Linked DNA regions of Gossypium hirsutum: regions 2 and 3 are each linked to region 1. Evidence: chromatin contacts called from public Hi-C data. All regions are on one chromosome and are shown on one strand. The core of a region is the stretch at or near the end of the contact, and the rest is flanking DNA. Distances in the headings are between cores, read along the strand shown.

What was found. Hi-C and Micro-C count contacts between places; a contact is called where the count stands out from the background.
Region 2: a Hi-C map of leaf shows a contact between it and region 1, with 2.3 times the contacts expected there. The contact joins two enhancer-like sites. A contact is called at or near these places in 2 of 34 Hi-C or Micro-C datasets (both in leaf).
Region 3: a contact with region 1 is called in a Hi-C map of leaf, with 2.1 times the contacts expected there. The contact joins two enhancer-like sites. A contact is called at or near these places in 2 of 34 Hi-C or Micro-C datasets (both in leaf).

The regions. Positions count from the first base shown.
Region 1 is chrA04:82,914,012-82,916,711 of Gossypium_hirsutum_v2.1, reverse strand. No RefSeq gene overlaps it. Among protein-coding and RNA genes, the nearest start is that of LOC107949381, 13 kb to the left of the region's middle. Within about 2 kb of position 1,416, at least 1 of the 9 cell types and tissues checked has an H3K27ac peak or open chromatin away from gene starts, as enhancers often do. A contact at or near this core is called in leaf, where this site is marked.
Region 2 is chrA04:82,758,491-82,761,195 of Gossypium_hirsutum_v2.1, reverse strand. No RefSeq gene overlaps it. Among protein-coding and RNA genes, the nearest start is that of LOC121228477, 35 kb to the right of the region's middle. Within about 2 kb of position 1,380, at least 6 of the 9 cell types and tissues checked have an H3K27ac peak or open chromatin away from gene starts, as enhancers often do. A contact at or near this core is called in leaf, where this site is marked.
Region 3 is chrA04:82,694,929-82,697,668 of Gossypium_hirsutum_v2.1, reverse strand. No RefSeq gene overlaps it. Among protein-coding and RNA genes, the nearest start is that of LOC121228520, 18 kb to the right of the region's middle. Within about 2 kb of position 1,303, at least 9 of the 9 cell types and tissues checked have an H3K27ac peak or open chromatin away from gene starts, as enhancers often do. A contact at or near this core is called in leaf, where this site is marked.

The DNA.
Region 1 (2,700 bases), core at 167-2,666:
ATGTTTAATTATATACACACATTTTTTGATTTTTTTTATTTTAACAAAAATGTCAATTCTATTAAAAAAAGACAAATATGTAAGTATAGATAATTATATATATTTGGCATAATATTTATTTTACCTTTTTATTTTATAAAAATATATTTTAGTTTTTATTTAAAATTTCACTTTTTTTAACTCTTAAATTTGTATTATTTATCAAATCACTCCAAAATAAATGAAAAAATTAACGTTGGTTAACTCTGCTGACATAGCAATCCACATGTATTTCATGTTAGCAATTAACTAATTTTAAAAAATTAAAAATATATTTTTATATTTTTTAATTATTTTAATAGTTTTTAATTTTTAAATAATTTTTACAACTTTCTAAATTTTAAAAAAATTAATTAATTGTTGATTTGGCATCTACGTGTACATTAGCACATTCAATAGACGTTAACTTTTTAATTCATTTTAGAATAATTTGACAAATAGCATAAATTTAAGAGTTAAAAAGACGAAAAATTAAATAGAAAACTAAAACGATTTTTTTTATATTTAGAGGACCAAATAAATTATTTTGTCTATTTACGCGTTAACAACTAACTTTTCTTTTATAGGCATAAAGATTAAAAAAAAATTGTATGGTTTCCAATTTTATGAATTTATTTCTTAAATTTATTTTTAAAAAAAATTAGTTAACACTTTCTCAAAAAAAAAAATTGTTATACCTTATATAATGGATCTCATGGACCTCACAGTATACTCCATGGATCTTACAGTAAACTCATAGAGAATCTAACACGTGTCTTTCAATGGAGCTAACAACACAACAGACTTTGAGTTAGTTAGCGAACCTCAGTTTGGCAAACTTGGAAGCTGAGCACTTGTGTATCTCTCTCGAGATTGTATGAGGGCCATGTGGAGACTCAAGATAATTTATTACCAGTCATCCTAAAGTGTCTCATCCTAGGATGTAGTATCACCATCACTACTAAAAGTATCGTATCAAATTAGACTTTCATATCAGTAATCTAAAGACACATAATTAAGCTTGTCCTCCACTATAAAAAGGTCATGCCACAACTCATACACACTACGTACTACTCCTTTCTCAACCCTAACTCTTGTCCGAAAACAAACTCTTTTCCCCGTACCTTCAGTCTGTCTTCCCTCATTAAGTCATTGTCTTATCCCTTTATTTACTTAAAACCTTAAATAAGATTATTTGTAAGAGTGAATTAAAACCAGTTATTCAGTGGTAAAAAACTTGTATTAATTTAAAACCCCCAGATTAGATCTAAACAATCCAATCTCCTTCTCTTTATTTGATATAAAAAAATCATTAAGTTTAATTTGTAATTCAACACAATCACTTTTCATAAAAGGCAGTCATTATATATCTCATTTTTCATCTTGAGCCCATATCCAATCTGTATGAGTCTATATGAGTTAGAGTGGGCCTCACTTCAGACCTTATTTATGATCTATATAGCCAACGAGCCCAACTTTTAGAAGGATATTTATTATTTATTTATAATATGTTTAATATTATGTATAATTGTTAGCTCTTATTATTATTTATTATATAATTTATAGTTATATTTATTATTATGTTATAAATTTTCATAATAAATTATATTTTTTATATATAATACTTAGAATTACTTATAATCTTTTTTAACTCTTAAATCGAAGAATAAATTTGTTTCAACGCGCTCGAATCTATATCCTCATATATTGACATTGACACCAACACTAAAGCCACAATAATAAATAATATTATAAAACTCTAGCTAAGTTGTTACCTTAAATTAATTATATATCAACTTAATTAAAAAATCGTATTAAAAAATTGTAAAGATTTTTAAATAAAAATAAAAATAATTATTTCATGAGCATTTTTTTACAATTTTATATAAAATTTCAAAATAAAATAACTTAAACTACTATTTAAAATAAACCACCTCTAAAAGAAAAACACCCTTAAAAAAACATACTATCTTCTTTTAAAAATCTATCATTCATTTAAATATATGTATAACTTTTCTAAAAAATATTTTATTAATATATTTTTACATAATTTCTTAATTGGTATTAAATACTAAGATGATTAAATTATAATATTTAAGATTAATTTAGTGTATTGTCAATAACAAGGTTGAGATTTTGACACCTGTAATACCCCTAACCTGGTCCGGTCGCCGAATTAAGCTATGGGATGTTACTATTGTAATCAAAACTACAAACATAAAAATAATCATGCAATAATAATTTGAATCTCAATCGTGATCATATGATGTCATTCAAATATAAATCGAGCTTACAGAAGCTCTATTGATGACTCGGGCATGAATTAGAACCAAAATAAAAAGTTTAGAAAATTTGGACTCCACGTCGTGACAATCCATTCCCACGTCATGACGTCGGCAAACAATGAGTCACGTCACGACGTCGGACCACTTTACGTCAAGAAGTCATAGGCTGTTGGCCGAGGTTGCAACGAGGATTCTATTTTGGTAAAATAAAACCATTTGATACCTATTTCGTGCCAAGCCAAACCATTTGCCTAAAATGGTGCATAAATGGCCATCCAAACCTGCACAAAACCATCCTAAACACATATCAATATATCCATTTAGCCAATTACAAGACCATTCAAGCTATCCCGCATGACATGAACACTTTGTTAAGCTTATCAACTTATCTACTCAA
Region 2 (2,705 bases), core at 131-2,630, 160 kb after region 1:
AGTATTGAAAAACTAAGGGTGTGTTTATAAACTATTAAAAATTTTCATTTCATTGAAGATGAAAATTTTCAAGATTTAATATTTTAAATATGTTTGATAATCATTTTAAATTTTTATTTAATATAAATGTTTCAACAAAAAAGTATTGAATAAGATATATTGATAGGTAGCTACTTCTTACTTAATGTGAAAAATATTAAATCAATTTTACAGTCAACCCTCTATATAACAACTCTATTTGTCTACCAAGATTTTGCCTATAACCTCCCTAACTTGGCCTAGATGTTAAACCCGAATTTGAGAGATTACATCGGCCACCTAGATGACTAGTACAACAAAAGTTTATAAAACAATCAATTTAAAATATTTATTTATTTATTTTAGAAGAATTTTTTTTCCATTTTTATAAACAATGGAAAGTTTTTTTAAAAAAAGGGTTAAGTTTAACATTTTCTTTTTTACGGTGTTTACCTTTGAAAACTTACTTAATTTTCTAAATTATGTACTTAACATAACACATTTACAACTTCACTGCGGAAAAGTGATACTAACGTGATTTTCAAAGGAAACCATGTTCCATACATAATTAAATAAATATTAATATTCTAATAATTTAAATGATTTAAATGTCATGCATGCCTCAAATAAAACCTGAATACTAAATCTTATGCCACAATTCGAATAAAGCGATACAATTTCAAAATAAAATAGAACAGTCTTTAGGTAATAATAAAATATTAAAAAGTAACTTAAAAATATTTTAATAAATAAAATCGAGCCTAGACCTTCCAAATGTTGCGCCTGCATCCTAATCTGGTGGGTTATCTGTAAAGATGGAAAAATAAAAAAGGAAATGAGCTATGAAAATCAATATGAGTTTCACCACAAGAAAATTGGTGCAAATAGTAGACAAAGCATACAAAATATCAGTTCATAGAATAAATCACAATAAATTAAAAATATAGAATATTAGAAAATCCGATCATTTTCATCAACATAATATCTCAATGTTCAAACGATAAACACAATTTGAATAGCAACTCGAAATTTCGATATTTTAAATTAACTCATTATCATAATATCTCGACATTTTCCGCAATACAAATGCTTATAAATGCAATGCAATTTCAATTTATCAGAAAAAGTTCCTACCCTATTGTTGAAAAATCGGATTTGAAAAATGCAACAAAAAATAAATTTAGGGGAAAATTTAGAGTTTTAAATTTTTTTTCCAAAATAAGAATTTTTTTTGAAATAATATCAGACTGGGCTTTTATTAATTATATAAAACTAACCCAAAGACAAAAGTTCAGCCCAAGGCAAAACAGTCCGACCCTAAGCCTTTAAGAGTAAAACTAAACACCCCAACAACCAAGTCAAAATTAATTAAAGAAAACTCAGCCCAATCAAAACTGTTAACTGACACCCATTCCCATCAATGCATATCACGTTTCAAGTTTGTCAGTTTCAGTTCCCAAAGAATGCATTTCCTTATCTTCACTTCACCATTTTTAACGTTCTTCTCTCTAAGGACCTTTTCTGCGCAAGCTTCAACTCAATCGAGTTCTCTTAGCCATTCATCCCCCATTTTTCGCGCAGCAAAACTAGGGAGAGCCATTTCCACCCCCGTTTGCACTGCCCATGAGAACGCAAGGGCCTTTGCTGCAGACACAAACCCCATATCATCATGCAAAATCGATCTTGATACCAGAACCTCTCCCGCAGCATTCCTTGCATGCACTCTCTTGTTTCTATCAGTCCAAAGAGCCCATAAAGCACGACAGAATAGCCTTGGTTGGAACGTTGAGCTTTCTTTGGCAACCCAGGCAAGCCACTCAATACTGTCCAAATCTGGCCTTTGTCAAAACCCATGTGAAATTTAATATTGTCCACACTTTCACTATTATAGGGCACTCTCGAAATGTATGGTCCAGAGTCTCATCTGCCCCTCTACACCGGGTGGCCACTAATCCCTTGTAACACATTTGATAGAGTAGGAATGAAATTAGAAGAGATCCTCCAGATTGTAATTTTGATTTTAGTCGGGAGTTTTAGGTTCTACAATTTCTTGTAAAATTCTCTAAAATTGGTTTGTAAATAATTAACATTAGGATTTGAAAAACCTACTTTGTAATAGTTTTTTCCCCTAATGGCTCACCTCTCCTCTCCAACATGTCATTGTGTCTTGCCTTCGCCAAAGGGATTCACTGTATCCTGGTCGCATCTGCTTCCGAGAAGGTATTGGCAATAACCTCTATTTTCCATTCTCTGCTATTGTTATCAATCAACTCCGCAATCATAGATATATTGTTATTATTGATACTACTACTTAGTTTGTAATTGACTGCCGTGGGTATCCATGCATCCTAAGCTATTAAAATCTTATTCGTACCAACGTTCCAACACATCCCCTCCTGTAACAATCCACTCGTTGCCCAAATGCTTTTCCAAGTGTAGGATGACAGATTCCCTAGTCTTTGCGCTTAAAAAATCAAAATTTGAAAAGTATTTAGCTTGTAATGGCCAATTTAGTCCGGGCTCGAAACCTAAATACTAAAAAATAATAAATAAAACTAAAATAATAAATAATAAATAATAAAAAACGGTCCAAGTCTATTATAATTACAAGTCTAAATCAGAAAACCTTAATAATCCAAATGACCCAAAATTTAAACAATATTTAGGGAAAAAACAAGAAAAAGAAA
Region 3 (2,740 bases), core at 54-2,553, 220 kb after region 1:
GTGATTATCTAGATCGATACAAGAACAATAAACATTCTGAAAGGAACCGATAAACTTGTGAAACCTTGACATTTCTATCATCATATTATTGCTTAGAGAAAGAATGCATAAAGCAGGTGCTTTGCCCGCCGCCGCACCTGACTCAACTCTATATTTCCAAACCCGAACTGGCCCTATCCCGCTCCTATTTAGCTGTATCAATTAAATACTTTGAGCCCAACCAATCGGAATCTCTACATTTCCTGGTAGCTTAAATAAAAAGTATACATATCCGTAAAAAAAAGAGAGATTGTATTTTATCCTTTTATTAAAAACGAGTAAATTAACTCCTATATATTAGAAAAAAAAGGTATAAATTGACTGTAAGAGGCTTAATTTGCCCGGCCCAAAACCAAAATAATAAATAGTCCATTTCATTACAAGACCCAAGCAAAATACAGGCCCAAACTAAAAACCTAGCCTAGAAAAATAGTCCAAAAAAATAAAACAACACAGAAACCCTAATATGCTTAAGGCGCCGTGCCTCCATGTGCGCCCTCGGCACGCACAACGCCCGAGATTCGGCCCCGTTGCACCAAAACGGCCATCTGCAGCCTCGTTGACCTTACCTGCAAGAAAAAAGAAGCAGAAATAGAACAAAAAAGGCAACAAAGGACAGGAAGCAGAAACGAAGCAAAACAGTAACAAAGATTAGACTAAAGCATTTGTATTCGGCTATATAGCCACAAGCACAAAAATGTAATAGACACAGACTATTAAGGAATCAAAGAGCAAAATACGAGCAAAGGTCGATTCCAATCTCGTTTTCTTTTCGTTCTTCATATTTTATTTTTGCTTTCATTTTTTTTATAAATCTTTTAAACAAAAAAATAAAAAGGGAGTAAAAACTCACCGAAACTGCCCCATGACCGCTTCGTCGGAGGGCTTTTCGTCGTTGTCGCGTTCGAACCCAAAAGGGGGTACGAACCATTCTCCTTGCTCTTTCGAGGATTGAAGGCGTTGTGACCTTCAAACGCGCCTTGAAATGGGGCTTAATGCCCACCCTCGCGCACTGTTGACCGCCGGGTACAGGGGTGGTACGATGGACGGAGATTTGGGTGTCTCCTTGGTCGACCACAGGGAGAGAAGGGAGAGAGTTAGGGGAATCTCAGATTTTTTTTAGAGAGGAGGCTGCAAATGAAATTTTCTAAAAAAAATGGGCTTAAATACAACCCTGGAAACAACGCCGTTTTTGGGTGGCCGTTTTGGACCACCCGTTAAACCCAATCCGATCCGTCCCCTTTACCCCTGGGATCCGCGTGTTTCTGCTGAAAAGGGTAATTGCGAGCTAGGTCCTCCCTTTTCGCGCCGCATTTCAGCAGACCCCTATTGGCATCTTATTTATTTCTTTTAAGTTTTCCCTAAAAATTTGTGTGCTATTTCATTTTGGTCCGCGCCTAGGTGCTGCGTTTTGGGGTTTGGAGTGTTTCCAGCTTAGGTCCTTGAGCATTTGAGCATGTTTTGTACCGATCCTTGTTTTAATTCCATTCGCTTATTTTATTTGTAAATTGTCCCTTTCATTTTAAATTTATTTTTATTAAGCCCTCATTTATATAATTCATTGTTTTAAGAATATTCACTTAATATTTTTAAAGAAAGCTACTTTAATAATTTTAACTTTGTTTAAAAGAATCATTGCTTTGAAATTTTACATTATATTATTTCAGCATTATGTAAAATATTTTGTTTACATGTTTTTATATATACTTGTGTACATATAGTAATCTAGTTGAGCTTTCTATTTGGAAATATTAATATTTTTAAAATCAATCTAGGTATATTTGTTAATCTATTTAAATTATTTCGCTTTGTTTTCATCTATATAATTATTTTGAAGTTTGTTTTATCATGTTATTTTAATATTTTTGTATAATGTCTCATCTAAATATTTTGTGTATATTTGTACATATATTATGTTAATGGCTAAATTGTTGTTTTAAAATCCATCTTTGTGCTTATAAAATTATTGTTTTGAAATTCTTTATATTGTATTATTTTAATATATTGTATAGTATCTCATTCAAACATTTTTGTATATATATTTGTACATATATGCTATTTTAATTGAACTTTCCATTTAAAATACTTATTATTTTAAAGTTCTTAATATTTTCATACATGTGTTGACCTATTTTGATAACTTTACTTTGTTTTTTTTTATAAAATCGTCATTTTTAAGTTCTTTCTTATATCATATTAACATTTTATGTAATATTTCATTCAAACGTTTTTATGTTTGTACATGTATAATTTATAGTAAAATTAGTTTAATTTTATATACATATTTAATCCCATGTCATTCTCGCATATATTTTTTTCTAAATTTATTTATGTATATATATATTTTTTAAATCTATTATATATATATAAGTGTTTCCTGATCTCATATCTTATTATATATTTTTTTACTCTCCTTTTATATTCTATGTATATTATTAATCTTATTTTATTTTGCATACGTAATTTCTTTTAAACTTATTTACATAGTATGCATTGATGTTATTTAAAGAAAAATCTCACATGTCTTATATTTTTTTTACATTATTATTATACGTATATAGATATATATTGGTATTTATGTTTGATTTATACATCATTAAATTCGTGTGTTTATACATATAGTTTTCTTATTATATATATTATTATGTTTTTTTTAAATCTGTTACATATATGACTTATGGAAAAATTAATTTAGTCTTAT